Linked DNA regions of Mus musculus: all the other regions are linked to region 3. The links are chromatin contacts, called in public Hi-C maps. All regions are on one chromosome and are shown on one strand. Each heading gives the region's core, a stretch centred on a gene start, on an enhancer-like site or on the middle of the called end of the contact. The rest is flanking DNA. Distances are from core to core; before and after follow the strand shown.

Region 1 (2,904 bases), core at 290-2,789, 750 kb after region 3:
GATCAACAATGATTCTTCATTGCAATGAACATTTGCATGTAAAGCTGTTTGTGTAAAAGGGTGTATTGTGACACTCTGCAGCTTCGGATCCCACTTTGATGAACTAGAGGAGAGGTGAGAAAGATGGAAGAGCGCAGTGGAGCATGCTCAGTGAAAAGAGGTAGAACTTGACTCGACAGCTGTGGTGGGTGTGAGAGAGGGCTGCAGTTCATTCAGGAACAGGTTGTTACACAGTAGGGTCAGCAGGATGGTGTGAAGCCACCTGGAGCTTGTACACACTCAGGCCCTGAAGCAGGTGCACAGCTGCAGGAGTACCCTGACTCCGAACAGGGAAATAATATTTCAGATGAATAATGGTTAACTTACTGGTTTGGACCATGGGGTCTGTACTTCTCCCAGAGGCCATGCTGACCCATGGCCTGTGCTTTGGCAGAGGGCCATGTTGATGTCCAAGGAGGTCCATGGTGAGTGCTAATGCTAGAGACCATGTGAAGATTCTATGGTCTGTGCTATTTGTGGTCTGTGCTGTGGCCAGAAACCATGTAAAAAACCCAGGATTTATGCTCCTGCTGAATATAAAGAACAAGGAGGACAGTCTCACAGTAGTATCGATGACTGCAAATGAACAGTTGAGAAAGATGAAAATAGAAACCCCTACCTCCAACCCATTCCTACCCCACACAATGTAACAACCTACAAAGGGAGCTATCAAAGAAAGCCCTTAAAATTTGTGATAAGGGTGCTGAAATGTAGCTCTTCATAAATGATGGCTCTGGCAGGGGTAGAGGTAGAGAAGCACTGCCCAGGTAGAATTTGACTATGCTCCAGTGAGTATAGAAACAACAAAAAATGGACTTACTTTTCTTTTTCATTTTTTTTTTCTTTTTCTTCTTTTCAGGGGAGGTCACAAGAGTGGAAGAGAAGAGAGGGAGGACTGAGAAGTGAGTGTGATTGGGGTACATGATATGAAATTCCCAAGGAATCATAAAGATATTATGTTGAAAGAAAAACAGAGTTGACATAAAGAAATTGTAAGTCATGAGATGATCCCATGTAGTCATTTAACATTTATAACTTTATGTTGTAAAACGATTAGCTCCATCAAGCTCACATTTGGAGCATGCGGTTACAATGCTCCAGCTATACTTGCTTATTGGGCTTCAAGCATACAACATGCTTGATCAAGCAAAGAAGCCATGCTATACATCAGAGCCCAGAATTTGTTCTTCTGGAGACTGAAACACTGCCTGCCTGCCTTGAGAAACCAGTTTGCCCAGGTGTGAGAGGAGGCTGTGACCACAATGACAGAGTGTCACACTGAGCTGTGTCTCCCTTCCCACCTCCCCTGGGGGCCTGGGCAACTCTGAACCCCCTACAGAGTGTGTTTACTTTACCCCATAACCACACCTTGTCACAAAAGCAGAGACTGTCCCTCAGAAACCAAGGCCCAGTGACTGGGGTGGTATTCAGGGCCTTGCCTGCCACCCTCTGGGGGAGGGGCCAGGCTCCTTCTCAGTCTTCTGTGACTGAGAGAAGTTGTTAAAGACCATGCCTTGGCACTGAGGAGCTTGAAGCTTTGACACTGAGCCCAGGAGGTTTTGACTAGGCCAGGCTGTGCAGGTATGTTTATGGTGAGTAGAGTATAAGTCTTTCTCTCTTCCTTCCTCTGCATTTCTGGTATTCTGTTGCCATCTTTCTCAGACTTACACATCTATGTACTTCTCCTTTCCTCTTACAATTAAGCATCTATCTTGTGTATATAGGGTCTCCTTTCTTCCTCAGGAACCATCTGGACACAGGTGACTCCCAGAAATTTGGCCTTTGACAGCTGGAGATAGGGACAAGTGAGCAACACAGCAGGTATCCACTCTGGCCCTGAAGACCATGTGATTTGCTTGCCAGGATCCTGACTTGCCTCTCTGACACTTGCCCCTATGAGAGAGCCTTGTTCTGTGGTGGGGTGCTGCTGGTGTTGCTCTCTTAGGAGTAATGTACTCTGCAGTTGTTCATGGCACAGCCTGACCTGGGCCTGACCTGGTTAGTGAATCAGATCTGGGTTTGAACTGAACTGAACAAAGACATGTGGAAATGGCATCCCCAGGGTTGGAGGTCTGAGAATTGCAAAGGCATGGAGGAGGGCTGAGTGAAGACTGCAGTGGTAATCACTGCCATGGAACCATGACCCAAACTTGGGGAGCTTCCTATTCCTAGTTTGGCTGCATTTGCAACCTGCTCCAAGCTTCAGTTGGAAGGAACAGGACAGAGAAGATCTCTATCCAACCACAAGCAGGATATTTTTTCTCTGTTCTCTCTTTGAGACAGAGGGCCTGGAGAGAAGGGACCATGGTCCTGAGCGCTTTTAAAGTCATCCAAGCCCAGAGTCAAAACCCAAACCAGCCCAGGCGTTAGCTAATATTTTTCCACCTGAAAATAATAATAATAATAATAATAATAATAATAATAATAATAAATCCATGTCCAAATGCCACTGTTTGCTCTGTATGTAACCCAGTAATACAAGCAGTAATCTTAAACATTAGTCTCCTATACTTTATTGTCAATAAGGAAGTTGTCAGCAGGATTCCTGGCAGAGTGGTTTTACAGGAAGGACTTGTAAGTAGCCTGGGTGCAGGCCAGTGGGAGGTACACAGGGCCTGCCCAGCATTACAGAGGTAAGGAACCCTATAAGGAAACAAAAAGCAGCTGCATAAAAGGTCCTTTCCTTTCATGAAAGGACCAATTGTATGGTACATGGAATGGGAAGGGCTGGGTAATGCTCTTTATGCTCAAGCATCTGACACCAAGTGCTCAAGGCCTCCCCATCGGCAGTTCCTTCATTTGGTCAAAAGCTCCCAACTGATCTTTTCTGTGGATAAATCCCAGAGATAAGGCAAGTATGCCCCA
Region 2 (3,036 bases), core at 83-2,582, 640 kb after region 3:
TGGACCTCTTCTTCATGGTTCCAATTCCTCCATCCTCCTGGCTGATCTCTCTCTCTCTCTCTCTCTCTCTCTCTCTCTCTCTCTCTCTCTCTCTCTCTCTCTCTCTCTCTCTCTCTCTCCTCCCCCTCACTCCTTCCTCTTGCTGGTGGACATCCAGCCCTATTCACTATTCTGCCCAGTCATTGGGTGATCTACATTGATTAACAAGGCCAAGAATAAACGATAATAATTGTTTCCATGAATTTGAGACGTGATATTTTTGGTATAAGCATTGCAATGCTATGTTCCTGTTAAAACAAGATATGAGGCTGGAGAAATTGGCATCTGATTAACATAAGTTAAAATTTTATACGGTGTAAAAAACATTATGCCAGCAAATATGTTTACAGCCATATTCACAGTTATATTCTAGACTCTATGAAGACACATTTGTGGCAACCTAGCCAAATGTGAGTCCCAACTAAATAGGATTCAATAAAAGTTTAAAATTTAAAATGCAGCTTTTACTAGAACATTCTACATTTCAGTGCTATTTATTGCTTCATCCTTTTTTTTTTTTTTTGTACCACCAAAGAATCTATATATCAACTGCACAAATTCCTTTATAAATCATTGACTGCAGGACATAAAACCAGGAAGTTTGGTATGGTAGAGCAGGTCAAGACTCGGAGACTCAGTGGTCAAACACCTGAGACTTAGGTGACACCCAGCTCCCTGATGGACTCCTGACTTGGAACAAGAGTCATGCTTGTCACATAAAAGAGACAAAACTTGTAGTTACAAAGGCCAAAAACAGAGTTCTCCATGTTAATGAGGTTCCTCCAGGCCCAGAGGGCTTCGCCAATAAGCTTCCCTTCCCAGACATTACTCCCTGCAAAAGGGACTTAATCTCAGGCCCACCCTGAGAAGTGGGATAAGGTTTTATGCACTCACTTTTTGCCATGAAAATAAACTGTTTAGACCCATGGACTGTCTCTTTTTGCCAACATCCTCTGTGGGAAGCCATGAAGAAGGCCTTCACTACAGAGCCACAGCCTGTTCTCCCAGAGAAGGCCGCTCTGTGCTCCTAGCCACAACCACCACTAAGCCTGCCACCTCCAACCTGAGGACAATTATCTCCGCTAGGGCAAGCTGGAGCTCCCCTTTCCCCAGGGCTCCAGGCTAGACACTCTCCCCAATGTGTGGAACACTGACTCTATTCTCTGTTCTTGACTCCCAGCAGCTCCTGAAAGCTTAAGAGTCTGAGAACCCCACTGTCTGGCCTCGTAGCATGCCCGGGAATCCCTAGCCAACTCAGGTTTTCCTGCATCTCAAACTATGCTTTCCCACCCCTGGAGCAGTGACTCAGTGCTTCCCTTCATTCCTGCACCCACGATTGTAATGGTGTGGGGTAAGGACATCAAACGCCCCACATTCTGCCTCCCCAAGTGGCTATGTCCCACTGGTGGAGCAGAGACTTGTCTGGAACTCTACAATTGATCAAGATTTCAACATTCCTCATCTTATTGTATTGATAAGTCCTATGGAATGCCATAAGAATCCTCATCCTGGATTGTTTTCTCAATATAAAAGTGGTATATGAGTCATATTTGCTCAATATGAGTAGTGAGCTCTGAGGATTAAGAATTTGACGGTTTTCACCCTTGTTTTCTCCCATGAACCTGACACAAATCTAAGAAAACAAGACATTCTGGTTGAGAATGACTCATTCATTATTCCTACCCATGTGGTTACTGTGTCTTAATTAAAGTGAATCCCGGGGCTCATATGTTTGAATATTTGGTCCCCTGTGGATGGAAATGTGTGGGAAAAATTAGGATGTCTGTTCCTGATGAAAGACATACGTTACTGGAAGCTGGCTTTAGTCCCAGTGAACACTATGATCATCAAGATTTGAGCTCTCAGTTGTTCTGTCCACAAGCATTTACTCTACCATCACAGACTCTAACCCTCTGAAATGCTCAGCCTAATTAAATGCTTTCTTTTTTAGTTTGCCTTGGTTGTGATATTTTATCAAAGGAATAGAAAAGTAACTAATACAGTTACCTAGGACCTTAGGAATAATAGTCTTAAAAGCCTATTATTTTATTGCTCCTAACTATTCCCAACAAACTTGATATTGCTAAAGCTATATATTGAGTGACAGATTTATACCTGAGCTTGCTGTGACCATCTGAAGAAGGAACATGACAATACAGTGTCCATAAAAACATAGTCCTGTGGATCCCATTGCACCTGTTAAAAAAAAAATAAGGATACAAGTTACAAAGAGTGAAAACATTAAGAAATTGCAGGAGTGAAATCCAGACTGATGGGGGAAAGTAAGTAGATTGGTCACTGTAAGAAAAGGTATTTGTGTCCAGGCATGGTGGCACACACCATTAATCCCAGCACTCGGGAGGCAGAGGCAGGTGGATTTCTGAGTTCAAGGCCAGCCTGGTCTACAAAGTGAGTTCCAGGACAGCCAGGGCTATACAGAGAAACCATGTCTCGAAAAACCAAAAAAAAAAAAAAAAAAAAAAAGAAAGAAAGAAAAAAAAAGAAAAGGTATTTGTAAAATTTGGGCATTCTTCACCATTTTCAGCAGACCTAGAAAATGGGTATAAGAAATAGGAGGTTTTCAAATGTTGAAATAATTATTTGAGAAAACTTTTGGAGAATTAAGCAGTCTCTATCTTAGCTTTAGAGAAACCCCCATCTTCTCTATTATTATAGGAGCTATTAATAAGACTCAAGTTCATATTCTGACTTAAAGAAGTGTAAAATTGGAGCAACATTGAATTTAAATATTCAATTGCTAAGTCTTAATCTAATTAAGAACACTGAATGGTAGCCTGAAATTCATGGACCTGGGTAATGGAAAATTTTGCACAGAAATTAGTCTTCCATGGGATAACTAGCATGTATTTCTTGACAGTCAGAACAATTGATTTCTAACTAAGGACCCTCATGGTTATCTGGTAGCATCTACTATAGATGTATTATACAATTTCTTCACATACCAAAATCCTAAAAATGATCACATTAATGGAGTAA
Region 3 (3,124 bases), core at 319-2,818:
CAAGTGCATTCCAAGCAAGTGCCTTTACACATCTGACAGTAGAGAAGTCCCCAGTCATAGACAGCCTTAGTTCCAGATATTAGTTGAGAACTACCAATTAATTATGCACTAGAAGCTTTAAATCCTTTGTTAAATATTCCTTCAGTATAGAATAGGCTCTCATGAGTCTCCTCTACCTTTCTCCATTCCCAGCATCTTATTTGTTCTTGTCACAAATAGGGAAAGCACAAAATTAAAATGAATAAACAAATAAAGTAAACCAACTTAAGTAACAATGGCCATTAATTTCTAAGATCTAAGTCTAAGACTTTTATATAATATTTAGGATTTTTAAAGTTTAAAGAAGTTTAATTTTAAGCTCAAAAATATTTCCTTCTAGGGAAAAGGATATTCAAAAATACCTGAGAAATAATCCCATAAAATCCTGAAGAAGAAAACAATTGGGTTCTTTTTATATGCAAGCATGAAACTAAATATTCAGTTGATACTATAAATCAGCATTTTTTTACCCTGCATAATGCATTATTGAATAAGCTAAATGTCTGCTCTGTTTTAGTGTTGTCTCAATGGAGTTTAAGTGAGAGTCTCCGGGGAAGTAATACAAAAAGTTGAGCCAAATCCTCAATAATGATAAGTAAATAACAATGTACCCAATTAACAGGACCCAAATTTTTTCTAAATAATTGAGGGTATGTTGTTTGTGAGGTTTTAAGTTCAGAGGATAATTATTTTTGAGGTAGTAATAAAACCTAAATAATTATAAGGTGATAGCTTCTATATTAATCTGGAGCAATATTTAAATGTTCATTTTTAGTTTACTTACCAAAAAATTTAAGTACTTATCTAAATATTGATTAAATAACCAGGAGAAGAGAATACCAATACCTCAAAAATTCATTCAGCACCAGCTTAAATACACTTTATATACATAGTATTAACAGATACTTGAGCTATTTTCCCTTTTCTATGGTAAAACTTTCCACTAATATAAGGCTGTTGATTGCTTAAGGAGTGAACAGAGAATGAAAAATATTCCGTACCAACAGGATGTAAAGAAATAGAGAAAAAGCAGTCTTTTAATTCAAGTATAATAATGTAATGTCCTTGAAGAATCATAATAGGAGCAGAGAGCCTTTCCAGATTTCCCCATTGTTTCTATAGAAGTATTTATGTCCCTGAAATAATGTATTAAGGCAAAACTTATTCTTTATTGTTGCGGGCCGTCCAGCAGCTCGCATGGAACAGGGTATGGCTGAAGCCGCAGACTCGGGATGAAAGAGAGAGAACTAGACAGATGAGAGAAATAATGGAGCTAGGACAAGATTCTGATCAAAGCTCAATTTTACTATTCAGAAACACGGGGTTATGAAGAAGGGGGAGGGGCCCATTCCGGCCAAATCATCTTCGGAGTCCAGCTGCAGGTGACCACGTGAATACTCTGGAACAGCTAGGCGGCAGATAGCAGCAGTGGGAGTGGCAGAAAGATAGGGTGGCAGACTCCACCCCTGATGATCTCCTGGTGATAGCAGTCAAACCTGATCAGTCAGATTTCAGGCCAAGAGAGGGAGGTTACACTTTATCTTTTAGGAATTATATAAATAGGGACATATTTCATGAACTAACTGAAGGTTCTATATGTCCTAGTCAAAATTATTCCTGTAATAGAAGTAAACTATGTTTCAACATTTTTTTCATATAGGGACCTTCGATCAATCTATTCTGCAACATTCCTGCTGTGTGGGAAAATACAAAGCTAAGCTCTGGGTCAGCTGAGCCCTGAAATTTAAGTGTAGGCTATGTAACCACACACACCATCCCACCATTCCCTATAAGTCAAGTGTTAAAACATATGCTGATCTGGCAGGACCTGAACAGTTAAAAGAAAGGGTCAAGCTACCAAGCCTTGCCAAGATATGTGTGCAAGATAAGTTTTTTCTCTATCTCTCTTTTGTAATGATCCTTCTCATAAGATACAATCAATATATTACTGTACTCCAGCATGCAAAATAATTGACAAGAATTTTATCTTACTTTTCATGGGTTCTCTTCACATTACCTATATTTTGTTTCCAATTATCAACAACTATGGTTCCTTGTTTAAGAAACCAATGATTGAATTTAACAGTAACTTGTATAAAGTTGTAGAACTGTTATTCTGATAATTTTGCTCCTCTGTATCTTAACAAATATTTCAATAATTCTATGAAACCCTTGTCTCAGAGAATTGAGGAGAAACTATGTTTATTTTACTCTCTTACTTATGGCTGTGATCCCTGCGGTAAGAAAAAATAACTTCTATCCATTGATTCTATTCAATAGAGTGTTCCTACCTCCTCTGAGGGTTCAGGCCCTCACAATGGGAACCAGATATGGGGTGGGGGCGTCTCTACTAACACCCAGGCCAGCAGACTATTGATTTGTATGAGATAAGAAGGTAGTTTTGTTCAATATGACTGAGTTCTCAATGTTGGATCAAACTTTCTCTCACACCAGGTAGCCTACATATTTTATGCATGTGCAAGAACAGCTCAGTTTGGAAAAAAGTTTCTTGGAAATAATGTGGCCCATGTGCAAAACAAAGCTTAAGACATAAAATTCTTGCTATGTACAACAGACATTTTCTATGAAAATAGGTTCTATATATTAACCAAAGAAGCATGGTCTAGGGGAAGATAGTAGTATGGTTGGACTGAGATTAAATAGGTACAAGAAAAGAACCAGAAAAAGCTACATATAAAACTATCATAGTTTTATCTTTTGAAATCATGTAAAATCTCCATAAATTTGTATCCATGAAGGTTTTATCTTTGGGGGTGACTTTAAATATGACTCACATCATAGGGGATATCACTACTGAAGAGGCCACATCCTGTAGCCAGGCAGGAATTCTACTGGAGAGTGACAGGGACACCAACCCACCCACAAAACTTTCAATCCAAAATTTAACCTGTCTACAAGAAATGAAATGTCAGGGGGATGGAGCAGAGACTGAAAGAACTGCCAACCAATCACTAGGCCCAATTTCAGAACTATCCCATGAGCAAGCATCAATCCCTGGCACTATTAATGGTACTATGGTTATGCTTGCAGACAGGCTTCTAGTGTGGTTGTCCTCTGAGAGGCA

The links. Hi-C and Micro-C count contacts between places; a contact is called where the count stands out from the background.
Region 1: a Hi-C map of epidermal suprabasal cells shows a contact between it and region 3, with 2.4 times the contacts expected there. The contact joins the promoter of Slc5a9 here to the enhancer-like site in region 3. A contact is called at or near these places in 19 of 39 promoter capture datasets (the 3T3-L1 cell line, 3T3-L1-derived adipocytes, the C10 cell line and 8 more), 22 of 484 Hi-C or Micro-C datasets (the Ba/F3 cell line, the G1E-ER4 cell line, the STO cell line and 7 more), 2 of 115 datasets of contacts at active chromatin or transcription factors (the NIH/3T3 cell line and double positive thymocytes) and 4 of 9 other capture datasets (adipose tissue, liver, macrophages and 1 more).
Region 2: a contact with region 3 is called in a Hi-C map of epidermal suprabasal cells, with 2.3 times the contacts expected there. The contact joins two enhancer-like sites. A contact is called at or near these places in 2 of 39 promoter capture datasets (cranial neural crest and embryonic stem cells) and 1 of 484 Hi-C or Micro-C datasets (epidermal suprabasal cells).

The regions. Positions count from the first base shown.
Region 1 is chr4:111,901,431-111,904,334 of GRCm38.p6, reverse strand. Slc5a9 (solute carrier family 5 (sodium/glucose cotransporter), member 9) reads left to right here and starts at 1,539. Exons shown (of 15, transcript NM_145551.4): 1 at 1,539-1,620.
Region 2 is chr4:112,009,872-112,012,907 of GRCm38.p6, reverse strand. It overlaps Skint1 (selection and upkeep of intraepithelial T cells 1), which reads right to left. Exons shown (of 8, transcript NM_001102662.1): 2 at 2,155-2,235. The coding sequence starts at 2,230. Among named protein-coding and RNA genes, the nearest start is that of Skint1, 5.1 kb to the right of the region's middle. Within about 2 kb of position 1,332, at least 4 of the 459 cell types and tissues checked have an H3K27ac peak or open chromatin away from gene starts, as enhancers often do. A contact at or near this core is called in epidermal suprabasal cells, where this site is marked.
Region 3 is chr4:112,650,450-112,653,573 of GRCm38.p6, reverse strand. Skint2 (selection and upkeep of intraepithelial T cells 2) reads right to left here. Exons shown (of 8, transcript NM_001285965.1): 8 at 1,326-1,535. The coding sequence ends at 1,399. Among named protein-coding and RNA genes, the nearest start is that of Skint2, 38 kb to the right of the region's middle. Within about 2 kb of position 1,568, at least 1 of the 459 cell types and tissues checked has an H3K27ac peak or open chromatin away from gene starts, as enhancers often do. A contact at or near this core is called in epidermal suprabasal cells, where this site is marked.